Regions from separate parts of the Rattus norvegicus genome. Here region 2 is linked to region 1. The links are chromatin contacts, called in public Hi-C maps. All regions are on one chromosome and are shown on one strand. Each heading gives the region's core, a stretch centred on a gene start, on an enhancer-like site or on the middle of the called end of the contact. The rest is flanking DNA. Distances are from core to core; before and after follow the strand shown.

Region 1 (4,333 bases), core at 1,289-3,788:
ACCAGCCAAGAGTGGCTGGCAGTAACTGGTGCAAAGTAACCGTGTGTAGAAGAGTCTCCCTCATGTGACATAAGAGGCAGAGGTATGAGTCATCTGAGCTCAAGGCCCATATTCAGCTTGGGGACACTCTCTGCTCCTTTTTTAAGACCTAACCTTTCAGTCCTTGAGGTTCTGTACTTGGTCTCTTCATTTAGCAAGTAGTATATCCAGTATGTCACACAGCTGCACAAATCTCCAGGGACTGTGGCACATGGGGTCTCCTTTATCCTGGAAAATAGACATGTCAACTGTTTCTCCAGAACAAGCGAGTCTTGGAACAAGTCTTGTTAGCTAACAGTAGGCTCTCACTCCAGGAGTTTTTCTCACGAGCTGGAGCCTCATGGTCATGACCATAGTTCAGAGGTGTAGGAATGAGGTTCGAAACCAGCTTTGGTGGCTTCTCTGAGGGCTTTGAAAAAGTCCCAGGAACCCAGGCCTTTCTGCTGCTTGTCCGCACGGTCTTGCATTCTGCAAGGCTGTGGATGTGTAGGGCCCAGTAAGGAGCAGCCAGGATTCTTACCTTGCTGTGTGTTGAGCAGCATGGCGAGAGTCTGTGAGGACCTGTGGTGGGTACTGAGCTGGATGCCGATACAGAAGACAGGTCCTCCTCAGGTTCAAGGGGACAGATGGCAGGTCTATGGCAGGGAGAGCCTGTTTGCTAATGTGGTGAGGGTGGTGGGTGACAGAGCTGGGATTCTTGACTCACTCTGTCTTAGGAGCTGCTTTAAACTTCTGGGACAGTTTATCAATTCCCTGTTAGCTCCTCTCTTTCCTTCCCCATGCACAGAGGTGACATGGGGCACTAAGAATTGGCATTTCATGTTTTCATCAGTCAAGGACTTACTGCTTTGTCACAAGGTTTGGGGACCCTTCTCCTCTCCTCACAAGTATTCCCAGAAGCAACAGGGCCCACAGATGAAGGCAGTGACGATGCCACACTCCCTGTGAAGTGATTATTCAGGGGAGAGAAGTGAAGGCTGGAGGGGACAGGTGGCAGTTTTGCTCACGGCCCCCAGGCTGTGGCAGGGTGAGCTCCAGGGGTCTAACTGCAGGTAGAGCTGGGATTTTTCTGGGTTCTCTTTTGTGTTTGGGAGAGCCCTTCAGCATGAGCAGTGAAAGAGTGTACCCCAAAAGCACATGCTGATGCTGGGGGGCTGGCTTTTACATTTCAGTCCAAGGAGCCTAATGGGGTTGCTGACCTCATCCTTGAGACTTGAAGGCCATAGGCCAGCCAGAAGGCCTCCGAGGTTAGGCCAGGTCTAGGCCCAGGAACCAGGAAAGATTTGACAAGAGGAGAGAGAGCTTCCTGGTGGAACTACAGAACCAACAGTAGAACAACCAGTCTGCGAGAGAATGGTGCGTCCTACCCAAACCCATCTTCAGAGTCTTGCTATAATCTAGAAGAAATACCGAGTCTGTGGGCTTGAGTCTGAGTTGATCTTAAGGTAGGGCTCACGGGCCTGAGCAGCAGATGGAGCAGAGGCAAGGACTCCCCCCGGACTGCACTTCCAATGAGCTTGGGACCAGCAGTGGATGGTGGGAGGATAGCTCAGCCTGAGGTTTACGTCTTCACAGCTATCGTTTACTCAGAGAAAATTGAACGGTATTTAGTAACAGACTTCGGGAGCACAAAAACCTCTCAGCCTCACAAAGGAAGCCCTGCTAGGTGAATTACACCACCAAAATGGCGTGTTCAAGTCCTACCCCAGAAGCCTATGGACAGCAGCTTAGCCGGCTCCTCACAGGGACTCCCGTTTCTGCAGCTATGACAACTTAGAACAAGACAAGATTTTGAGGGCCTAGCCAGAGCCAGGATCCATGTAAAGAGAGGGTGGTGTGGGCACACAAACGGAAAGAGTAACATGGATCACGGGGCTAGGACTGGAGTGCCACAACTGGATCCAAAACTGCTAGAAGCAGGAGAGACCTTCCTACGAGCTGCGGGATCACTCAGCCTGCACACATCAACATGCAGAACTAGAAGGGAAGAGACTCCGGTGGTTCTGAGCCCTGAGGACTCTGAGACGGTGAATATATAACCTTCACTTTCTGGGTGAGCGCAGTGAGATCAGAACTGGACACTCGGGGTTGGGGATTTAGCTCAATGGTAGAGCGCTTGCCTAGCAAGCACAAGGCCCTGGGTTCGGTCCCCAGCTCCGAAAAAAAGAACAACAACAAAAAAAAAAGAACTGGACACTCAGCAGGGAGGTGGGAAGCGGCCAGAGGCCAAGCCTCACTCTGTCCGGCTTCCCAGAGATTCCGCTCACATGCCCCTCTTTGAGGTCCTCTACGCCCTGCGATGGGAATCACTTCTGCAGGACCCGCCCACAGACCTCCAAGGAGCAGCTGGGAGAAGAGGCACCGGAGGCTCCCAGGCTGCTGAGCCTTCGGTCACATGCTGCTGGCAGCCGCGGGCTCACGTGGGTGCCAAGTGCTCCATTGAGCCGTTGGCATGCCTGGCATCCTGGTTGCTCTCTGTGGACGCGGGTGAGTCACAGAGAGAGCGTCATTAACTGCTCGCGTCAGGGCCACACCAAGGCATCAGACCCAGGACACAGGAGCCCCTAATATAGACACATGCAAGTAGTTCTTGTCAGCAGCTCAAGCCCGGGGATCACCCTGGGAAGTCATGTGCGCTCCCTTGTCACCCACCCAGTGTGCCAAGGTGTCCTTTACAGGACACCACAGAAACCAAAACTGGCGCTGTGGCAGGGAGCCCAGGGCTGTCCTTTCCTACAACTGTAGCCAAAGAACACGGGTGGGGGTGAAGAGGCAGAGGCAGGGACTGGCACTGAGGGGTGGGGGATGTGGGAGCTGGTGCTCGTGTGTGTGTGTGTGTGTGTGTGTGTGTGTGTGTGTGTGTGTGTGTGCGCGCGCGCGCGCGCGCGCGCGCGTGTTTATGGGTGGATCCAGGTAATGGCTGCTCGACAGGAACCACAAGGAAAGCAGGAATGGGCCAACCAGGAGATGACCTGACCTTTCTGTTCAGGTTCAGGGCTGGTACCCTGGGAAAGGAGAGTGTCTCAGGCTGAGCCACTTTGTGTGGAGTGTGCTGCCCCCTAGGGGACAAACAGCCAGGGCGCTTAGGAACTAGAAATGAACCCCAGTTGCCCTTGGGTGATTTGAGGCTCTAGGCTTCAACCAGGAAGGGTAAATGGGGTGCGGTGCAGAGGATGCAGTTCTGTGGGGAGATTGGGGTACAGCAGTAGCATGTAGGGTACAGGAAAAGGGGATGGGGTGTAAGGACAGAAAGAGCACAGGAAGGGGAATGGGGTGCGGGAGGAAGGATCGGGTGCATAGAGGATGGGGTTCAGGGAGGATGAAGGACAGGGAGATTATGCAATGGGGAGATTATGGGATGCTGGGGATAACTGGGTTCAGTGGACGATGGGGTACAAGGAAGAGGATGGGGTGCGGGCTGGAGGCAGTTTCTGGGCCGCGATGGAAAGAGGCAATAGTACCTTGACTCTGCCCACAATAGATGACCTTTTGTGCCGTCCAACCCAAACTACCACTGACTGGACCCTGTAACTCTAGGTGCTTTGTGGCTCTGCATGCTAAAGAGACTTGGGTGGTCTGACCCCTGATCTCTGTGAACTTCATGGGAGATGGGGGATGGATTTACCTGTTCTGCATCATAAGTGGTCTTGAAAAACAGAACACTTGTCACATTGAAGGTAAATTTCCTTTTGTGGCATTTCCTCAAGTGGTAAGGCTATAACTACTGGGTCAGGTGTGGCTCTTGACCTGCCAAGAAGAGCAGCCACTCTGGGGCTGCCAGGGGCTAAGAAATAGCTTTTCCATCAGGGCTCCCAGAAGGAATCGTCCTTTGATAATGACTGGCTCAACCTAGTGAGACCCATGCCAAACGCCTGACCTCCAGAAAAGGGACGAGTCTCACTAGTAAGGTAGCAGTCACTTGTGGCTCATTATTGCAAAAAGGTACCAAGGGAGAACGTCTTCATTCCACACTTCTGGGAGTGAAGAGGCTTGTAGACAGGAGGGAGACACGGGGAAAGACAGACAGACCAACCATAGGTGCCAGCCTAAGTTATCAGTAATCACAGAGGTGTGCCAAATTAAACTCCTCCCAGCTTATCTCCTCTTGACTGCAGCACGTGCCTGCAGTCTTGCGTCCAATTAGCCAGTGATCCCTTGTTTAGATATTCTTGGGGAGGAAAGGGTTTATTCCCCTCTTATAATTGTAGTTCATTATAGAGGGAAGCCAGGGCAGGAACTCAAGGCAAGAAGTGAAGCCTTAGAGAAATGCTGCTCATTGGCTGGCTCTCCATAG
Region 2 (4,333 bases), core at 1,016-3,515, 550 kb before region 1:
ACACATACATAAACACTATACACACACATACACACATACATACACATACATAAACACTATACACACATACACACATATACACATATAAACATCATACACACACATACACACACATACACACATACACACACACATAAACATCATACACACACATACACCCACGCACACACAGAGAGACAGACAGACAGACAGACACAGACAGACAGACAGACAGATAAGAGGAGAGAGAGACAAAGTTGTTTTATTGTAGCCCAAGCTGGCCTCCAAAACAAGGCAACCTTCATGTCACTGTCTCCTCTATCATGCATCTTGGTGTTGTAGTCACTTGGGTGCTGGGTTATAGTCTTGAGCCATCACTCCCAGCGAGCTTGTAGTTTTATAGGTGCCCTGGGAACATGCTCCTTCTTAAGTATGTACTTTATGAAACATTTTAAAGTCATAGGATCCTTTTAAAAACACAAATTGTGTCACATGCCACCTCCATCCCTCCTCAGTGTCCCACCAGTCTCTGACCCCAATGTTCTTCTAGTCACAAATCCAGGTCTTCCCAAGCTTACCATTCCCCAGGCATGTCCTCAAGCACAGTGGAGCATGGCTGGCGATTTTTACACATATGAGGTAATGCTCACAGACCTGTAAGATGGGACTGTCCCCTCTGTTCAGGGTCCTGGCTTCAAAGCTCCAAGTCCAGTGGACAGTTGTTCTGTGTGATCTCTGCTTTGGAAATCAACCTCCTTTCCTACAGCTGCCTAAGCAGTTGCCAAAATTAGCCTGACGCTTTTGTTAGTGGAACCGCTGGGATTTAGTCAAGGTGAGGTTGGGAGAGTTTCACAGGTCGATACTGCTAGGCGCTCATTAGCAGGGAATGCTAAAATGCAACATACAAATCTGAATGGTTGATTTGAAGGAACTCAATGGTTTCTTGCAAGTTCCTTGAGTCAATCCAGGCATTATTTTCCAAGTAAAACTCCAACTTTCGGGGCTGGAGAGATGGCTCAGTGGTTAAGAGCACTGACTGCTCTCCCAGAGGTCCTGAGTTCAAATCCCAGCAACCACATGGTGGCTCACAACCATCTGTAATCAGGTCTGATGCCCTCTTCTGGTGTGTCTGAAGACAGCTACAGTGTACTTATATATAATAAATAAATCTTTTAAAAAAAAAACTGCCACCTTCAATAGTTCACAAGGAGCCTGAGTTCAGCAGTCTTTATCAAGTGTGGGACACACATGTTTTGTAACAGAGCCGAGAGGCACAAGACAGCAAGGTGGGCCGACTGTGTTAGGAAGGTTTTGGAAACACCCCAAATGGGAATACCCTGTGCTTTCTCTTCCATGTCTATGTAAGTCAATCATTCCAAAGAAACATGTGGGATCCTATAGGGAAGAATCCCAAATATGGGGGGATCAAGAGAAGGAGCCCTGTCAGAACCACGGCAACCTTCAACCTCATTGCTTCAGGAAGGCAAAAATACACAGAACTTGGTTTGCAAAGGGAACCATCCTAGGCACTTTCTATGGAGGGACACGTGGGTATTGCATTTAAGCATAAGAGCGACCATTGCAACAGCCTCAAAAGCACCCAGCCCCCATTTCTCTTCTAGCTATACGTATTTTTTACATAGAAAATTACTAAAATGTAAATTCTTTTATTAACATGAAAAGCAAACACTGCCCACAAAGGGTGGTGTGCTTTAACTGCATTTCAGATGTGAACGAAGCTCAGGCTTTTCTTTGTTCCTGAGTGGAATTCCTGGCAGGACACTACGGATGCTGGAGAGAATTAAAACGTGTTTGCATCAAAACTACACTTACTAAATTTCTTTACAATAACTTTTTGGCCTCGGTACTTTTAACTTAGGAATTAAAACAAAGACATTCTGACGAAAGAGAGCCCATGTGACTATAGTTTTCATGAGGTTTTTGTGTTTGTTAATTTGTAAATTTGTGTGAGCTTCACTTTCTGCTGTTGATTGTGTGTCTGGCAGTTGGGAAGAGGTGGTACTTGTTTCCAGGGGACCATGGACTGGGTGGTGATCCCTACTTGGATGTGCTAAGGCAAACAGAAAAAAAATCAGAGTCATTTCCAGCTATTTGGGTTTTCAGGTCAGACAGCAAAACAAAATCTATGGGATTGCATCAGGGAGCATATTCAAGGTTTTCAAATTCAGAGAGAAAATGCATGTAGCATTGCTCACTACAGGGCTGGGTCATGAGCTATATAAGGAAAGCCATCATCACCACTGGCAGATACAGGTTATGTAAGGCCCAGGCTCCCTGTAAATAGAATATCAACACAATAGAAGTGCCAGCAGCCCAAGGCCTTGTATGGGGTTAGCCTGGCCTGGCCTGCCCGTTTCCACACAGGAAGGAATCCCGGTCTATCATGAAACTAAACATCCAGGCTTGCACCTAACCCCTCAGCAGGACATGTGAGCACAGATGGTTGAAATTACTCAGAGGAGAAAGTCAAAGCAGGTTGTGTAATCGGACTCTGTGGAATGTGCGAGGCGTGTAGCACCTGACCAGGCTTGCGTAGGTCCATTTAAAGTCATCCTCCACAGAAACCCTGTTTGCATTGCCTCACTTCCCCAAAAGGAGAGTATTGTCTCTCTACGTTAAATGACTCCTAGGCCACTTTCTCAGCATCATGATGCTGACTACGGACTGAGGGACCAGTCACAATGCTAAGAGTCAGAATGTAGTCGGAGTCAGAAACCCTAAATTTACACACATCAAACCACGTCCTAGACAGATGACCCTGAGCAAGTACCTTCATGCACACAAACATCCATGCTCTTTACAAAACACACTGGTCACAGTAGTCATGAAGGGAATGAGGCATACAGCTGTGTTTGGAATAGATGAGTGTACGTGGACATAATAATTACAGTAGCTACTGAAACGTATTTACTTTCATAGAATCAGAGTGTCTGGAAATACAGTTAAAGACACAGAGTTCATGCCACAAGCCAGAAGGCCAGGAAAGGTAAGCTTCAGTCTGGCCCAATTTTCTAAATACCTGAGGCTAACTTCTAATGAAGAGATGAATTCAGCTTGTGTTTCTGTATGGGGAGAGAAAAAAAAATGTGTGTGAGCGCCATGGCCACATCCTCGGTACTGTGCTATCCCACGCCAGAAGGTGGGAGAGGTGGTTACAACTGCTGATATAACAAATCCAGGAAGACCAACGTGGCACTGAAGCAGTCAGAAGTTCTCATTGCCACTTACTATCAACAAAGGCTGTAATGTCATGTCCAAAAGGAATCTCAATTCTCTAAACTCCAAAAGGCCACCAATATGTCTAGAAATGAGCTCAATCTGGACCATAGACAGATTTATGGTAGTTAGATAAAAGCCAGTATTTCTTAGGAACTTGTGAAGCTGGTTCCCACCTACTGAAAGTATACATATACAGATAGATAGATAGATAGATAGATAGATAGATAGATAGATAGATAGACGGGCAGACAGACAGACGGATGGACAGATGGATGGACAGATGGATGGACGGACAGATGGATGGATGTCAGACAGACAGACAGACAGACAGACATAATAGATGTTCAGTCTACCAGGCTGGATGTCTCAGCTGGTCTTCAGTATACTCTAGAATCCTGAAGAAGTATGTTTTAATGCCAATTAAAGAAAGAACATGCCAGAAAGAACAAAAGTCCCTTCAACAAAAGGAACATATGGCTCTCCAAATATCATATACCTGTGGCATCTATCTGCATTTCAAAGTCTACGCTAGCATCCTAGTCCTTCTTCCTCTACACTAAACTCCCTCCAGCTCCTGGCCCTTCCCTACTCTCAGCTCCTCACCCTCCAAGTAACCCTTGTGACTCTCTCTATGCTCTCTCTTTCCTCCATCTCCTGCTGCTCTCCCCACTCTCACAGATAGCCCTGGCCATTTCAAGTCTGCTGACCCCTGACCATGTTTAGTCTACTTCTTGCTCTCTGTGCTCTGGACTCCTCAAGATGCCTCTGGATTCTCTCTCACACACATTCACGATAAAACCTGCCCAAACCACGGAGTGTCATGCCAGCAGTGTGTACCAAGTGAACTGGCTCCAGAGCACAGCCTTACTGTCATAGATAACTGGCCCCATCTGCCACATGACTCGTTGCACAAAGATTATAACTCACCTGAGAGTTTCGGTCATATTTTGATAAGAATGTGTTTGCACAGATATCTGTGTTTTCCTCCTTTGATTTATCATGTTATGTAACTGTTCAGTAGCTATCATATTTAACTTTTGAGATACTGAGAGAATGTTCCTCAGGGGACATTGTCACCTATTCTAAGATCTTTAAGGCATTTGTATGAGGGATA

What was found. Hi-C and Micro-C count contacts between places; a contact is called where the count stands out from the background.
Region 2: a Hi-C map of the A7r5 cell line shows a contact between it and region 1, with 5 times the contacts expected there. The contact joins two enhancer-like sites.

What each region holds. Positions count from the first base shown.
Region 1 is chr16:85,020,551-85,024,883 of GRCr8, reverse strand. No RefSeq gene overlaps it. Among named protein-coding and RNA genes, the nearest start is that of Col4a1, 140 kb to the right of the region's middle. Within about 2 kb of position 2,538, at least 40 of the 93 cell types and tissues checked have an H3K27ac peak or open chromatin away from gene starts, as enhancers often do. A contact at or near this core is called in the A7r5 cell line, where this site is marked.
Region 2 is chr16:85,567,818-85,572,150 of GRCr8, reverse strand. No RefSeq gene overlaps it. Among named protein-coding and RNA genes, the nearest start is that of Irs2, 380 kb to the right of the region's middle. Within about 2 kb of position 2,265, at least 16 of the 93 cell types and tissues checked have an H3K27ac peak or open chromatin away from gene starts, as enhancers often do. A contact at or near this core is called in the A7r5 cell line, where this site is marked.